Regions from separate parts of the Mus musculus genome. Here region 2 is linked to region 1. A link is a contact called in public HiChIP or PLAC-seq data. All regions are on one chromosome and are shown on one strand. The core of a region is the stretch at or near the end of the contact, and the rest is flanking DNA. Distances in the headings are between cores, read along the strand shown.

Region 1 (7,390 bases), core at 3,453-5,952:
GACCAGCCTTTCCAAAGGGCAGGCTGATCGTCAGAGCTCATGCATCAATCCAATTTGATTTTTTTTTCAAAGACCAGCCAGGTGTAGTGTGGGGGGTGTGCCTGGTCCCAGCTGCTTGTGACATTAAGGTGGAAGGATTGTGAGTCCAGGAGTTCAAGACTTCTTGAAAAAACTAGTCCTCATAATAATATTAATAGCAGCTGGGCGGTAGTGGCACACGCCAAGTACGTCCCAGCACTTGGGAGGCAGAGGCAGGCAGATTTCTGAGTTCAAGGCCAGCCTGGTCTACAGAGTGAGTTCCAGGACAGCCAGGGCTACACTGAGAAACCCTGTCTCGAACCCCACCCCCCCAAAAAAATTAATAGCAAATGTAAAATCAAAGTAAGGGGCTGGAGAGACGGCTGAGTGGTTAAGAGCTCTGCTCCTCTGGAGAGCTTGGGTTTATTCCCAGCACCCACACGGTGGCTCATGGCTCTCAAACTCCAGTTCCAGAGGATTTGACACTCTCTGCTGGTCTCCTTAGACACCAGGTACACACGTGGTGCACAGACGTACACGAAGGCAAAAACACCCATAACGTATAACACATTTTAAAATTAAAATCCAAATAAATGTAGCCTATGTCAAAATCTTCGTACCAAATGTTCTGGCAATATCATGCCACACCTCGGTAGTGAGTGAATTACGGCTCTGGTGACGTTCATTATCCGGTCACCAGGCAGTGCAGGGTCCTCAGTATGAAACTCAGTTGGGAGCAAAACGTTACTCACAAGGCAGTAGGCAGTACCTTTCTTTGAAGAGCTTTCAACATCTCCTCCCTTGTGTCAGCGGGAAGGGCGTGTAAGTAGGAGCTGACAATTCCTGACAGGATCACAGGCAGAGCAGCTGATGAACAAGCAGAGGCCCTTGGGTGGAGCGCCTTCCTCCAGGGATGAGATGAGCCTGGGAAAGCTTCTTGGAAAGGCTGAGTCAACCTCTTGGCCCAGAGGCTGTTGCCCTGGGTAGGAGGCCGATCTGGAACAAAGGTCCCCAAATCTGGCTCATCATCAGAATCTCTTGAGGAGCCCAAGACTCCCAGGCCCACCCTGACCCACTGACCCCCAGTTACCACGAGCGTCAGCCCGTCTGTCTGTGTTTTACTACACACTGGGTGATGGTGATCCTTCTTTGTGAGTCAGAGGTCTCACGTAACTCGGGATGGCCCAGAACTTGCTATGTGGTTAACACTGGCCTTGAACTCCTGATTCTCCTACTTCCAGCTCCCAAGCGATGCAACTGCAGAGGTGAGAGCTACTGCTCCTGGCTAGCCTGCTCCAGGGATCGCTTTCGGACTCCTGGGATCACAGGTCCCACTTCTGCCCGAGATTTACATAGGTGCCAGGGACTGGAACTCCAATCCCCATGCTTGCCCGGCAGCATGCACGGATGGTATCAAAGAGTACAATTCAGTGTGGCTTCTAGTATTTCACAGATTTATTAAAATTATTCTAGCATTTTAGAGCATTTCCATTACTGCAGAAAGAAACCTGTACACACGAGGAGTCACTTCCCACCCCCACACCCCACCCTGGGACCATCCATTCTCTTTTCCCTTTTTTCTTTTTGGTGTGTGTGTGGATGGGTGGAGCTGGAGACCAAAGCCAGGGCCTCGGGCACAGGTACTCCACCCCTGAACTATACTCCAGTGCCTCCCCACACCCTCCCCGCACACTTAAACACTTTCTGTTCATATAGCTACCTGTTTGGCATATGTCACATAAATGGAATTATACAATAGGTGACCTTCACATTCAGCTTTTTTCACTAAGTATATTTTAAAGGCTTGTTCATTGTGTGCAGTGTCTGGTAACTCCTGGTTTAATTTTCTGAGGAAATGCCCAACTGTTTTCTCTTTTTAAAACCAATTTATTTTTATTTTATATATGAGTGTTTTGTGTGCAAGTACGACGATGTACCACGGGTGTGCCTTGTGCTGGCAGAGCCGGAAGAGGCCCTGGGATTAAGGTTATGAAGGCATTGTAGGTGCTGGGAACTCATCCCGGGTCTCTGCGAGGGCAGCCCGTGCTTTTAACCTCTTAGCCGTCTCTCCAGTTCCCAATGTAGGAGCAGTGTCTGAGGGCTCTGGTTTCTCCATGTCCTGTGCAACTGCTTGTTTCTGTTCCTTGCTCTCCCTGCACCTCTCCTAGAGGGCTTGTGACCGTACTGTCGCATTGAGGAGCTGAGTCTGTGGGACCAGGAGTAAACACGGTGTGGACAGATCTCACAGCAGTTATTGTGTCAGCCCTGTTTAAATATTTAGTCATCATAGTCATCAGAGCAGTTTACTCCTCACAGGCATCCCAAGAGTTAACTATTGATTTGATTATTGATTCTTTTCCACCCCTGTTGTGTGCCAGGACCTTTTCTGGATGCTTAAGATGCATCCATTAGGGAAAAAAAAAAAAAAAAGAAATTTCTGTCCTCCTGATTTTACATTTTTTAAAGACTTCTTTTTCTTTAATGTATAATATATACTTGCATGTATACATGCTTGCCACATGGGTGCATGTTTACCACATGCATGCAGTACACATGGAGGCAAGAGATAGGCATCAGATTCCCCAGGACTGGAATTATGGAAGGTTCAAAGCCATTCTGCAGGTGCTGTGAATTAACCCTGGGTCTTCCACAAGACCAGTGAGTGCTCATAACTGCTGAGCCATCTCTCCAGGCCCTGGCTTTACATTTTAACAGGGGATTATGATACTGAACGATAAATACGACGCACAGGTTAATTATATTCTGTGTTAGAAGATGCTAAGCGCTGTGGACAGAAGTACCATGCAGTACCTCACTGAGCAGGAAGTAGGAGGATTGGGTCTATCTATCTGTCTGATAGACAGGCTAGCTCTGATTTTGTGGAGTTGCTCCTTCAGGACTGAAGGCTATTCCTCCAGCTTATGAGTGGACAGCTCTAAGTGGTCGGCCCTTTGGGGGAAATTGCTCTAGCAATGGTTCTCAACCTTCACAATGCCGTGACCCTTTGATACAGTTCCTCATGTTGTAGTGACCACCCAACCATAAAACTATTTTCATTGCTACTTCATAACTATAACTTTGCTACTGTTGTGAATTGTAATGTAAATCTCTATGTTTCCTCATGGTCTTAAGTGATCCCTATGGAAGGGTGGTTTGACCCACAAGGGGGTCGCGACCCACAGGTTGAGAACCAATGACTTAGCTGAAGCCCATCATCTCATGTAAGATCACTTCAGCTTCTGGGAGAACTCATACTCAACCATGAGTCACTATGGGAGCTCAAAGGCTCAGTGCTAGCCCCAACCTGAGACAGCTCTGAAGAGTCACCCCCCACCCAGAGACTTCCACTGAGTATCACCAAAATGGCACTGTGGTCTAACCAACTTCGATGAAGTTCTATCTCCTTCCCTGCCTGTTCACTGGTATTGATCCAGAGAGCATTTCCTAGCAGACTACTGCACTAAATCAGCATTTGCTTCTCTGTGAACACAATGCTGGGTACCAGTGGGGCTCCAAGAATGCTGAGGCTAGGGTGGGACTTGGATTTAGGTCATCTACGGCCCAACTAGTCAGGAGGACCATCGATGGCAGGAAGCAAAGCTCTGACAGTCCCTAGCACAAGGTAGCAGCGAGATCCTTCAACTCTGGTCAATGGTGAACTGGAATAGTATTCTCATGGAAGGGAATGTACTAGAAGGTGTGATATATGAGATGTTTGAGATTGTGGAAGAAACAACACAAGCTTCTTGCATTTAGGAGGTATGGTAGGGATAACTCACACTGTGAAAAGTAATGAAGTATTGAAAAAGAAGAGTCGGCAATTAAGAACTTGGTGTCCAAGCCAAAAGACCTCCTTGGGAGCACATGAAAAGACTCTTATTTCTTGCATCTGGAAGAAAAAGGAAACTAGGGCTAGGTATAGACTTAGAGACTTAATCATCAGGGCAACAGAGGCTACATCTTACAGTAGACATGTCTGTCTTTTTCTCACCATGCCAGGAAGGATGGCAGAAATTCAGAGCATGCTAACCAAAAGTACCACAACTTTTTGAAAGAAGAAACGGGTTCTGTTGTGAGGAGCTGTCAAGGAGTGGCTCCCTCTGCTACAAGAGCATCCAGCATCAAGATGCCCATAGCAGCCATCGAAGGCACCTACACAGACAAGAAACACTCTTTACTGGCAAGGACTCCATCCAAGGGCAGATCCTTGGCTGGTGTGGAGAGGAAAGTAAAGGTGCTGTGGACTGTTGTCCTCCATGGATACCATCTCTGGTACATCCATAAGTATAGTCACTTTGAGAAGTGCCACAAGAGTGTGTCTGTGGACCTGTTCCCATTTTTCAGGACTGTGCAGATCAGTGACATCATCACCATGGGTGAGTGCAGGCCCCTGTAGGACAGTGCGCTTCAAGGTGTTCAAGGTCATGAAGGTCACTGGTACCAGGAAGTGGTTGGTTTCCAAAGCTCCGAGAGGATACTGGCTAACTCCACAGAACACAGGCCAACTTCCCAGAACTCGATGCAATTATTTTTCTAACTTACAGAGGTTAAAAAAAAAAAGTAGAAAGAACTATGCCAAGACCAGAGACCTGGTGGAGAAAGAATGGGCCTCTGTTGGAAACTGCAAGGGCCGGTTTATGTTTAGACAACATGGTGCTGATGTGGGTGTCGGGTATGAATCGGCTTAAATGTAGCTGACACTGGACATGGGGGAGTGGACGATGACTCAGCACAAAATCGCCGACAGTGGATGCCTGGGGAACCCCAAAATAAACAGTGGATGACACTTTCTGTATAAACGTCCTTGAGGTTGGAGGCCTTGAGCCCTTTGTGTCTGTCTTTGCCAGCCTGCCTGTATTGTTTGTCTGTAGGCCTCTGTGTGTACATCTGCGTGGCCTGTGTGCTGGCCTGTGTGTGTGCCCGTGCCTGACTGTGCACAGTCTGCATGAGTCAGCATGCACGGACGTGTGTAGCTGTACCTGCCTACCTAGCCATCCATTCGCCGGATAAAGATGTGTTAGCTGACTGTGCCCCTCGCAGTCTCCTCAGCCTTCTATCCTCCTAGGGTCCGCTTCCTTTCCTGGCATCTGAGCATGGACCTCACAGCCTCCGATAGATGGCTCATGAGTGTTTCAGTGGATTTACCTAAAGATCCTGTATCCCTAGATTATTTTGAGCCTGTGGAAACTACCTACCTCTCTCTGGTAAGAACCAGTACTCTCCTCTTGCTTAAAGATGACCCCACTACATGACTCTGTGTACTTTTACAGAATAATCATAACCATGAGACCAATATCTTGGGCAAAGTAACAACATACCCAACTAGAGGCAAGTCAGGGCCTGACGAGGGAGCAAAGGACACCCGTGGGCTGGGGAGCAGCAGAGCTTATCACTACATACCTGGAGCTGTTGGGAGAGCACACACAGGACAACGGTCTGAAGACCTGGGATCAACAGGAACCGGGGGCAGAAATGGGAAAGGGATGAAGTGCTGTCCACTGTGACCCATCTCAGGACAGCAGCAGTACTCGCTAAGAAGGTTCTTGGAAGCCTGAAGAAATGTATGGTCCACAGCAGAGGTAGAAATGCCAGATTTCCCATGCCAGACAATGGAAGAAGAGACTAAAAGCTCGGATACGTGGGTCAGTTAGAATCACTGGAGGATATCCCAGGCAATAAGAGATGCTGATGAGGGTGGGAGGGAGAAGGTACCAGCATCACCTAAAGTCCATAGGCAGGGCTATAAGTGGAGATGCCACCACTGGACAAGGTTCACAGATAACAATGGGATGTGATAGGGACCAGAAACAAAAGGGAACAGCTGAGATACTAAACTCTCAGAAACCAGGTGGATGCAATTATCATAATGAGCGGCGAGGATGAAGAGGCAAGGCAGCCAGGGGACCCTGACTCTCAGAGAGTTGTGTGCAGCTAACAGAATATGGATGGGATAATTGGGCAAAGAGGTTCTGCTCCGTCAGGATAAGGAAATGGAATCCAGAATAGACGCTCAGGAAGCCAAGAGCTGACATCACAATGAGCAGTTAATCTCTCCTCCAACGTTAAGCTCTGCCAGGTTTCGTAACATGAACTAGTTGTCAGACCTAGAGCCTGTGGATAAAGAGGTCTGGTCCCCATCAGAAAGTACCCACTGACACCATGGGGATGGCAGGGTAGAGTTCCCAAGTCATCCCTAAAGGAAACTATGGCCCTTTGTTTGCTAATGAGAGAGAGAGAGAAAGAGAGAGAGAGAGAGAGAGACTCAGGACTCTTGGATGTGGGGATCTTTGCTGAAACCCAAGACTAAAATCATCATCATGAGACCCTTTCCAAAGTGGGTGCACATGGGTACCAGTTAGATCTGGCCCACAGTTACTCACTCTGTCTCTGAACTCAGCATGTAATCATTTCCCCAACGTTAAATAGATAATTAAAATGGATATGGGCCCAGTGAGATGGTTCAGAGGATAAAGGCATTTGCCACCAATATGGACAGCCTGGGTTCCATTCCAGGATTGGGTGGTGAAAGGGGGAGACCAAATCCCACAGTTACCATCTGACCTCCACACATGCCCCATGGCATATGCACATCAGCGCGTGAGTGTGAGCACGAACGCAGAACGCACGTGTGCACACACACGCACACAGACCCTCGAGCGCACACACACACACCCCAGCTATGCCTAGCTTTCTTAGCTATGATGATGTGAAGGCCAGGTAGAAGAGTCCAAAGCACTCCTTCCCACAGGTGCCAAGGTAGCAAATCAAAAGTTGCGGTGCACTACCGGGAAGGACGGCAATTCATAACATGTAATTATACGAAGTAATTGAGAAAGGCCTCTGGGGTGCAGGTTGGTGGTCCTCATCATATCTCTATTTAATCATCAATCTGAACCCTTCACAAGTCAGACCCAGAGGACGATAACGGAGTACCGTGGTCAGACAAGAAGTAGCACCACAAAAGCGGCTGTGCCCGGTGTGCCACCTCTGCTGCAGCAAACACAGATACCCTCAGGAGTGAGCACGTGACCTCCTGAGCTGATAGTGCGTGCTCCTCCATCAGAACAGCTGATCCACTGGGGACTCAGCATCAGACATTTACGATCTTGGCCCGGGCTGATGTTAATGCTCTTTCTCTTGGCATGATATAGCCCCAAGAGACTTGGGCTGGCTGGATCCTGATGACATCATGCTCATCGGACCATCTGAACAAGAAGAGACTAGTGATTTTGAGGCTTTTGGAATGCATGCATTCTGGAGAGTGGAAAAAAAAATTCCCCATGAGGAATTAGAGGTTAGGGGTGGAGGAGGGAGGCTCAGCCATAAAGAGCACACGCTGCTCTCACAGAGGGCCTGAGTTCAGTCCCTGTCA
Region 2 (7,516 bases), core at 4,835-7,334, 460 kb after region 1:
GTTGGAGGAAGTGTGTCATTGTGGAGGTGGGCTTTGAGGTCCCCTATGTTCAAGCTACAGCTAGGATGGCTCAGTCTCTCTTTGCTGGCTGTGAATCAAGATGTAGACCTCTCAGCTGCTTCTCTAGCACCATGTTGATCTAAACTTTTGAAACTGAAAACTAGCCATAATTAAATGTTTTCCTTTATAAGGGCTGCCAATATTCTGGTGTCTCTTCACAGCAATGAAACCCTAACTAAGACAATGAACCTGGAGGGTGAAATATGCCTTTTTCTTCCGCAAGTTTTACTCAGTTGGTATTCTATAAGAGCAACAGAGAAGGAAACTTGTCTGCTCAAGTGGAGACCCACTGTCTACTTTGCATAGTCAGAGTTGTTACAAGTGTCAGCTCAGGATATCTGTGAAATGCTTAGGTGTTGCCACCATTGCCACCATCATCATTACCACCACTGCCAGCAGTCATAGCAATGTCACCTCTGTGTGAGAGCCCCGCTGATTCTCTATCTTCATAGTCCCTGATGAAGAGAATAGAGCTGGAGAACTACACTGCCCACTCTATGGGCACCACAGTGTATCAGAGAGTTATGGCCCCTGCACAGCTTCCATCAGTAGTATCCCAAGTCCTCCAAATCAATGTTTCTTACCAGGGCAAGCTGCTCACTAAGCAAAATAGCCTCAAGGCAGGCTCCAAGACCATCTTTTTTTTTTTCCTTGCAACTCCATCTACCATCTGCACTTTTTCAATTCCCAAGTCCCTTCCAAGTCGAAATTCTAGAACTTCTTGGGTATATATGCTCAAGTTCACATGGCAAGAGGCCAGTGTGCTAATTGGTCGTTTGGCTCCTGAGCGTACAGCCTAGATGGTCAGAGTGTAATTTCTCCCAACGTGCTACATAAGTGCCAGTTTCCCAGTGCTTCTAGTAGCCATCTTCACTGTAAGCAGTCCTGGGTATATTAGCACCGAGTTACCTTAATTACTGTTGGGATGAAGTACATGGAAAATGCCACCCAGGGTCCATTTTGGTTCTAGTTTGAGGACTAGGACCCATCATAAGGTGTCTTGCCACAAGGTATCCATGGTCAGGAAGCAGACATGCATTCTGGTGCCCAGGTAGCCTCCTGCTTCTCGCATTTATCAGTCTGGGACTCCAGCCCATAGGAAGGAGCCACCCACATCCAGAGTAGGAGAGTGGGTCCTCCTTCCTCAGTTAGGCCTTTCTGGAAGCACCCTCAGATAGATCCCAAAATGTGTCCTTGAGTTGTTTGCAAATCCCTGCAAGGTGACAGTGGAGGGTGAGCACTGCACTGGGCTTGCTCAGCTATGATCTGGGGGCATTCGCAGTCACAGGAGCACAAGTCTACCTGGGATCTTCACCCAATTCCATTCCTTTTCTCAGTCAAAGGGTGAGTAGGCCCATTGCCAAAAAGTGATACTGAAAACACTGAATAGCTTCTGCAGCGTTGGATGCTAAACTAGAGCAGAGGAAGCTGATATTGGTCCTGAAGCAGGAAGTCTGTCTGCCAATAATCATTCAGTGGATGTTGAAGGGAGCATATGGGGGTTGCAGATAAGGGGCAGAGTGGCCAGGACCCTAGTTTAGTAAAGGGACAGGAAGGGTTTGGGAAGGCCAACCACCAAACTAGTGAATCATCTTTCTGCCCTTCTGACAAGACATCTAAGACAATCAGCTTAAAGGGAAAGTTTATCTCGGCTCCTGGTCTCATAGGCTCTGTTTCGTGATCACCTGGGCCTATGGGTTTGAGTTGATGTTGGCACACTATGTCATAGCAGGGTGTATTGACTAGTTTTGTGTCAACTTGACACAGTTGGAGTTGTCACAGAGAAAGGAGCTTCAGTTGAGGAAATGCCTCCATGAGATACAACTGTAAGGCATTTTCTCAATTAGTGATCAAGGGGGAAAGGCCCCTTGTGAGTGGGACCATCCCTGGGCTGGTAGTTTTGTTTCTGTAAGAGAGCAGGCAGAGCAAGCCAGGGGAAGCAAGCCAGGAAGGAACATCCCTCCATGGTCTCTGCATCAGCTCCTGCTTCCTGACCTGTTTGAGTTCCAGTCCTGATTTCCTTTGGTGATGAACAGCAGTGTGGAAGAGTAAGCTGAGTAAACCCTTTCCTCTCCAACTTGTTTCTTGGTCATGGTATTTTGTCCAGGAATAGAAACCCTGACTAAGACACAGGGGTATGTGGCAGGACTGTCTATTTACCTCTTGGTCTCCAGGAAGCAGAGAGAGAGAGGCAGGAGAGGCTGGACTCTCAGTAGCCCCATGAGATGAATGCTCCCAGTGACCAAACATACCAGCTTCTTTTCTGTTGGTGTGATAAATTACCATGACCAAGACAACTAATAGGAAGAGTTTATTTGGGTTTATGGATATGGAAGGATAAGGGTTCGTCTCTGTGGGAAGCATGATAGCAAGTAGCAACAGAAGCAGGAATCTGAGGAATTGCATCTGCAACTGGAAATATGAAGTGGCAGAGTGCAAATTGCAAGTGAGGTGAGTTTATAGACTCAGTTAACTCCCTCTCCCAAGAGACGAGCTGCCTCTAACAAAGCCTCCTAAACTTCCCTAAACAGTGCCACCAACTGTTCAACTGATCAAGTGTTCCCATGTGTGAGCCTAGGGGGGCTTGTGATGTTCTGAATAGGAGTGCCCCCCATAGGCTCATATATTTAGGTGCTTGGTCATTAGAGAGTGCACTCCTTGAGAGGGATTAGGAGGCGTGGCCTTGTCGGAGGAAGTGTGTTACTGGGGTGGGCTTTGAGGTTTCAAGCGCTCAAGCCAAGTCCACCGCCTCTCTTTCTGTTGCTTGCCAAGCCAGATGTAGAACTCTCAGCCATCTCTCCTGTACGGTGTCTGTGTGTGTGCTGCCGTGCTTTCTGCCATGATGGCAATGGGCTAAACCTCTGATTGTAAGCAAGCCCTAATAAATGCTTTGTTTAAAAAATGAATGGTCATGGTTACCATGTCTCTTCACAACAATACAACATAGACTTATCCAGGGATGTTTCCCAATCAAACAATCAAATTTCCTCTGACTAGGCCCCATCTCCCAGTGCCTCCAATGTCTTCTAAAAGTGCTGCAGGCTGGCACCCAGCCTCTACCCTCTAGGCACTGATAGGCATTTAAAATCCAAACCAGAGGCTAGAGAGATGGTTCAGGTCAAGAGTATGCGTTGCCTTTGCAGAGGGCCCAGGCTTGGTTCCCAGAATCCATCTACACCTCCAGTTCTGGGGATACCTCCTCTCATGTACCGAGCACGCATTAGTGCCTACACATACACACAGGCAAAATATTCACACACACAAAATAAAATGAACAAATAAAAAAAAATCCAAACCAAGCAGTCACCTAATTTTCTAGGCCCTACATTGCCTCTGCTCTCTGCTGTGTTTGCTTTATGACCATTGAGGCATGGTTCATACACTTCCTCTGCTTTCTGCTGTGGTCTCCCTGGGGTCAGGTATTATTTCCTTATTGTCACTGGCCTGCCTCAGTGATATAGCATAATTGCTGAGGTCTCATTTATTCTAGGGTTTTGATTCCAAACACTCCTCTGGTCCTGGGTCCTCATCAGGGGGTCCTTTGGTATCCATCCACCTGCCAGGGGGCGACTCAGTGAGCACACTAAGAATTTGTTTGACCGTGGCTCTAAGCCAGTGTCTTTATCTTCTTAGGCCTCAGTTTCTCTGTGTGAGAAAGAGGGACCATAGTGCTGACAAAGCACTCGGTAACTCTCAGGTGGATGACCGCTTACAGATAAAGCTCAGGTTGCTGATGCAGTTCAGAGGAAGGCTTGAGTTAACTCTGTGCAGACATAGCCCTGACTGGGCCATACTTGCCCAGGATGCTTCACAATGTGAAATCTGCATTGCAGAAACCAGGGTTGGGCAGAACTTTAGAGGTGTTCTAGTTGCAACTTGAGTCTGTAAAGCAGCCCAAGTCTCATGAGATGTCAGTGGGCAGTCTCTGTGTGTATGTGGATCTGAAAAAGTTTCATATTCAATTTGCCTCTTGATGATCCACAACACTCTTTATATATTAAGGATTCGGGTAAGTTCTATTATGCTTAATTTCATGTACCGATTTGTGTCCTCTAGGCACACACACACACACACACACACACACACACACACACACAAAGGTAGAGGTTATGGTTGTCAACTTAATATACCTGGATTGAAGAACTGTTTCCATAAGAATGGGCGAGTCATGTTCTTGATTGTTAATTGATGTAGGAGGGCAGGCCCAGTGTACTGTGAGCACTTGCCACCCCTAGGCAAGTGGCCTAGGTTGTATGAGACAGGGAACAGAGAGCCAGAGGGAGCAAGCTAGTAAGCAGTGTTCCTCAGCTTCTGCTTCAAGTTCCTGCCTGGAGTTCCTATCTTGGCTTCCCTCTGTGATGGACTGTAACCTCTATACCAAACAGACCCTCACACATCCTAGGTTGCTGTGGGTTATGATTTGTATCCTAGCAACAGAGAGCAAACTGGAACAGAGGTGCAAGAGAGCTGGGCATGTGATTTACATCTGTAATCTCAACACTTGGGAGGTTGGGCAGGGGGCATTGCTTCAAGTGTGTGGCCAGCCTGAGCTATAGAGTAAGACACTGCTCAGAAAACTGAACAAGAAAAGATGCAGGAGGCTTTGGGGTACCAACTGTGAGGATACAGAGAACAGGAGGTAGGGAAGCCTTCTGAGCCCAAGGAAGCTCTTACAAGAACAAGGAAGAGAGAGAAAAATACCACAGGGCAAAGGACACAATGTAGCTCTGAGGAAACTCAGCCCGAGACTCCAGAACAATGAAGGCTTGGTGAAGATCTGCCTGGGCTGCAATGGCTGGTCCAGAACCTCTGTGTGCTGTCACTGATGGAGCAGCGTGGGGAGTCCATGCCTCCTTCTCAAAGGCTTAGCACATGTTCGTTCATTCATTAGTTCAGCTCGGGAGCCCAGGGAGCCGTGTTCTGCCATCATTGCCATTGGCGTCTAGAGATTCGTTTGCTTCCTTAGGACCATGCAGCCAGAGAATTGTGGCTCTGGATTGTGAAGGCGGGCTGCAGCTGGGAACTCTGACCCTGGATGTAGGACGTGGATTTACGTCAGTCCAAGGGAGAAGCTAACGCCCTGAACTCAATGTCAACGCACTGCGGACTGCAGGACTGGTGTCACTAGTCACTTCTGTGACTTCCAGACACTCTGCTCCTCTCCCTTCCCCTCCCAGCAGACCTCTTCTCTTCCTCTGTCCTGGATAGACTGCCTTAAGTAGCCCTCCCCCTCTTTCCCTGTGCTGTGTCTTCTCGTAGGACCTTTTGCCTTTTCTGTCTCAAAAGCCGCAGGTGTTTTTACTTGCCATCAGGGGTCACTTGTGAATTCATCTAGGATTTGGGATAAAATAACCAGGATGCTTCCGCTGGTAGAGACTTCCACCCTTCCTGTCCCCTCCTCCTGTTCTTTCTTTCTCCCTCTCCCTTTCTCCTTCCTTTTCCCTTTATACACCCAAGGAGGTACGGACTTGGGGTTGTCCGTTCACTAAAACATTAGCTTGGTCTCTGAGGCACGGCTAGAGGAGGTTCCGTGGTGCCCCTTCATCCTCCCGTAGGATCTGAAGTCCTGGGGAGTCGTTCCTTGCACCCAGCCCTTCTAGAGAGGGAGCCTGTGAGCAACAGCGCTGCTCATCCGGGGCTGTTTGAGGCTCTGCCCATCAGCACTTAGGAGAGAAGAGGGAAACCCTGCCTGGGGCCAAAAAAGGGCATAATCTGCGGGGAACCTCAGAGCTGAGCCTGGGGCTGAGTCACACTCAGTTATGTGTCTCCACAGCTGCTGACTCAGAGCACAGGTTCCTTAGTTTTCACAAGAGAGGTTCTGAGGGGGCTGGAGGCAGGACCTTCCCGCTCATCTAGTCCACTATCTGTGGATGGGCAGCTGAAGGCTGGTGGTCCAGCCCTTTTAGGAGGGCTTGGTGTCAGCTGGGGATGGGGCTATCAGGCTCCCCTGAGACAGTTCACTGGGCCTCTGCTCTTTGGGCTGTGCCCAGTCTGAATGGACTGAGGGTGTGGTTGAAGTCCAGCCCTGAGCAGGTTCTGCAGGGAGGCCTCGGCCTCCTGACTCACGACCAAAAGGGAGTGCCTAGAGCAGACTCGGCACTAATTAAAATGCAAATCACACCAGGAGGGGAGCTTTCTGATTTCCCTCCTGAGGTGTGAGCCCATAAACCGGAAGGAATTCTGTTCAATGTTTAATTATTTTTATTTATGTATGGGGAGGGCTGCAAGTCTCTCTCACAGGGACCAGAGGAGGACAGAGGGTGTCTCCTTGTACCACTTTCTGCCTTGTTCCTCTTTTGTTGAACCTGGAACTCCCTCGCTTTTGTCAGCTAGCCAGCCACGCCCCAAAACCTAGCGATTCCCCAGTCTCCACCCACCTCAGTGCAGCGGTTACCGGTGCGTGCAGGACCACTCCCAGGTTTTAGGTGGGCCTTGGAGTCCGAACTGCGGTCCTCAGCTTGTACAGTAATCCTGCGCCATAAGCACTTAACAACCCAGCCACCTCTTCAGCCCCATTAGCTCTTTTTAAATGTCCCCTGGTGCCACAAATATCTGCCGGACTGTCCACTAGTCTGTGGGTTCCTCTGCTCTCTCCTTTTTCTTTTTTTGGAATTAACTATTTATTATTATGCATTAGTTGTACAAAACAATTGATAACATTGAGACATTCTCACATATTTACATAAAGGACTTTGATAACAGTGTCCCACTCCACCTCCACCTCTGCTTCTCTTGTGTCTTTTCCTCCCTGCTCCCCCACTTCTTGTCCCTTATTTTTCAACCTGGGTTCCTCCTGCTTTCTATCATCATCATCATCATTATTCTGGTTCTGAGGCTGAGTATAGTGGCACTTGTCTGTAATCTTGGCACTCCAGAGGAGAAACAGATCAGAAAAAAATGTGTGTGTGTGTGTGTGTGTGTGTGTGTGTGTGTGTGTGAGAGAGAGAGAGAGAGAGAGAGAGAGAGAGAGAGAGAGAGAGAGAGTTCACTCTTTGTGGCTGGGTAATACTCCACGGTGTAAAGGTAGCACATTTTCTTTGTTCACTCATCCTCTGAGGGACTGCCTCCCAGGCTGCCTCCCGACCTGGCTGCTGTGATTGGTGCATCATAAGCAAAGGGTGCAGCTCTCTATTGTAAGCTGACTTATATCCCTGGGTTTGATGCAGATAGATCTTATAATCGTTCTTTTTTTTTTCTTTTTTTGAGGGACTGCAACACATATTCTCGTAATTTACATTCCTTCAGCAGCCTATCATATCTTCTCTTGATGATACTCATTCTAATCACAGTGAGATGAATTCTGTGTAAATACCCTGATGGTTTAGGGTGCCAATGTGTTTGCATGTTTATTGTCTATTTCACTTCATCTCTGGGGACTGTCTATTCATTTAATTTGTCCACTTAATAATTGAATTTTGTATTTGTGTGTGTGTGTGTGTTCCTTATAGATTCTGGA

What was found. HiChIP or PLAC-seq counts read pairs in DNA pulled down with a chosen protein or histone mark.
Region 2: a contact with region 1 is called in an HNF4G HiChIP or PLAC-seq map of pancreatic cancer cells. The contact joins two enhancer-like sites. A contact is called at or near these places in 4 of 39 promoter capture datasets (the C10 cell line, hippocampal neurons, liver and 1 more) and 1 of 115 datasets of contacts at active chromatin or transcription factors (pancreatic cancer cells).

The regions. Positions count from the first base shown.
Region 1 is chr1:182,067,354-182,074,743 of GRCm38.p6, forward strand. No RefSeq gene overlaps it. Among named protein-coding and RNA genes, the nearest start is that of n-TSgct1, 15 kb to the left of the region's middle. Within about 2 kb of position 4,703, at least 22 of the 459 cell types and tissues checked have an H3K27ac peak or open chromatin away from gene starts, as enhancers often do. A contact at or near this core is called in pancreatic cancer cells, where this site is marked.
Region 2 is chr1:182,522,342-182,529,857 of GRCm38.p6, forward strand. No RefSeq gene overlaps it. Among named protein-coding and RNA genes, the nearest start is that of Capn2, 8.5 kb to the left of the region's middle. Within about 2 kb of position 6,085, at least 239 of the 459 cell types and tissues checked have an H3K27ac peak or open chromatin away from gene starts, as enhancers often do. A contact at or near this core is called in pancreatic cancer cells, where this site is marked.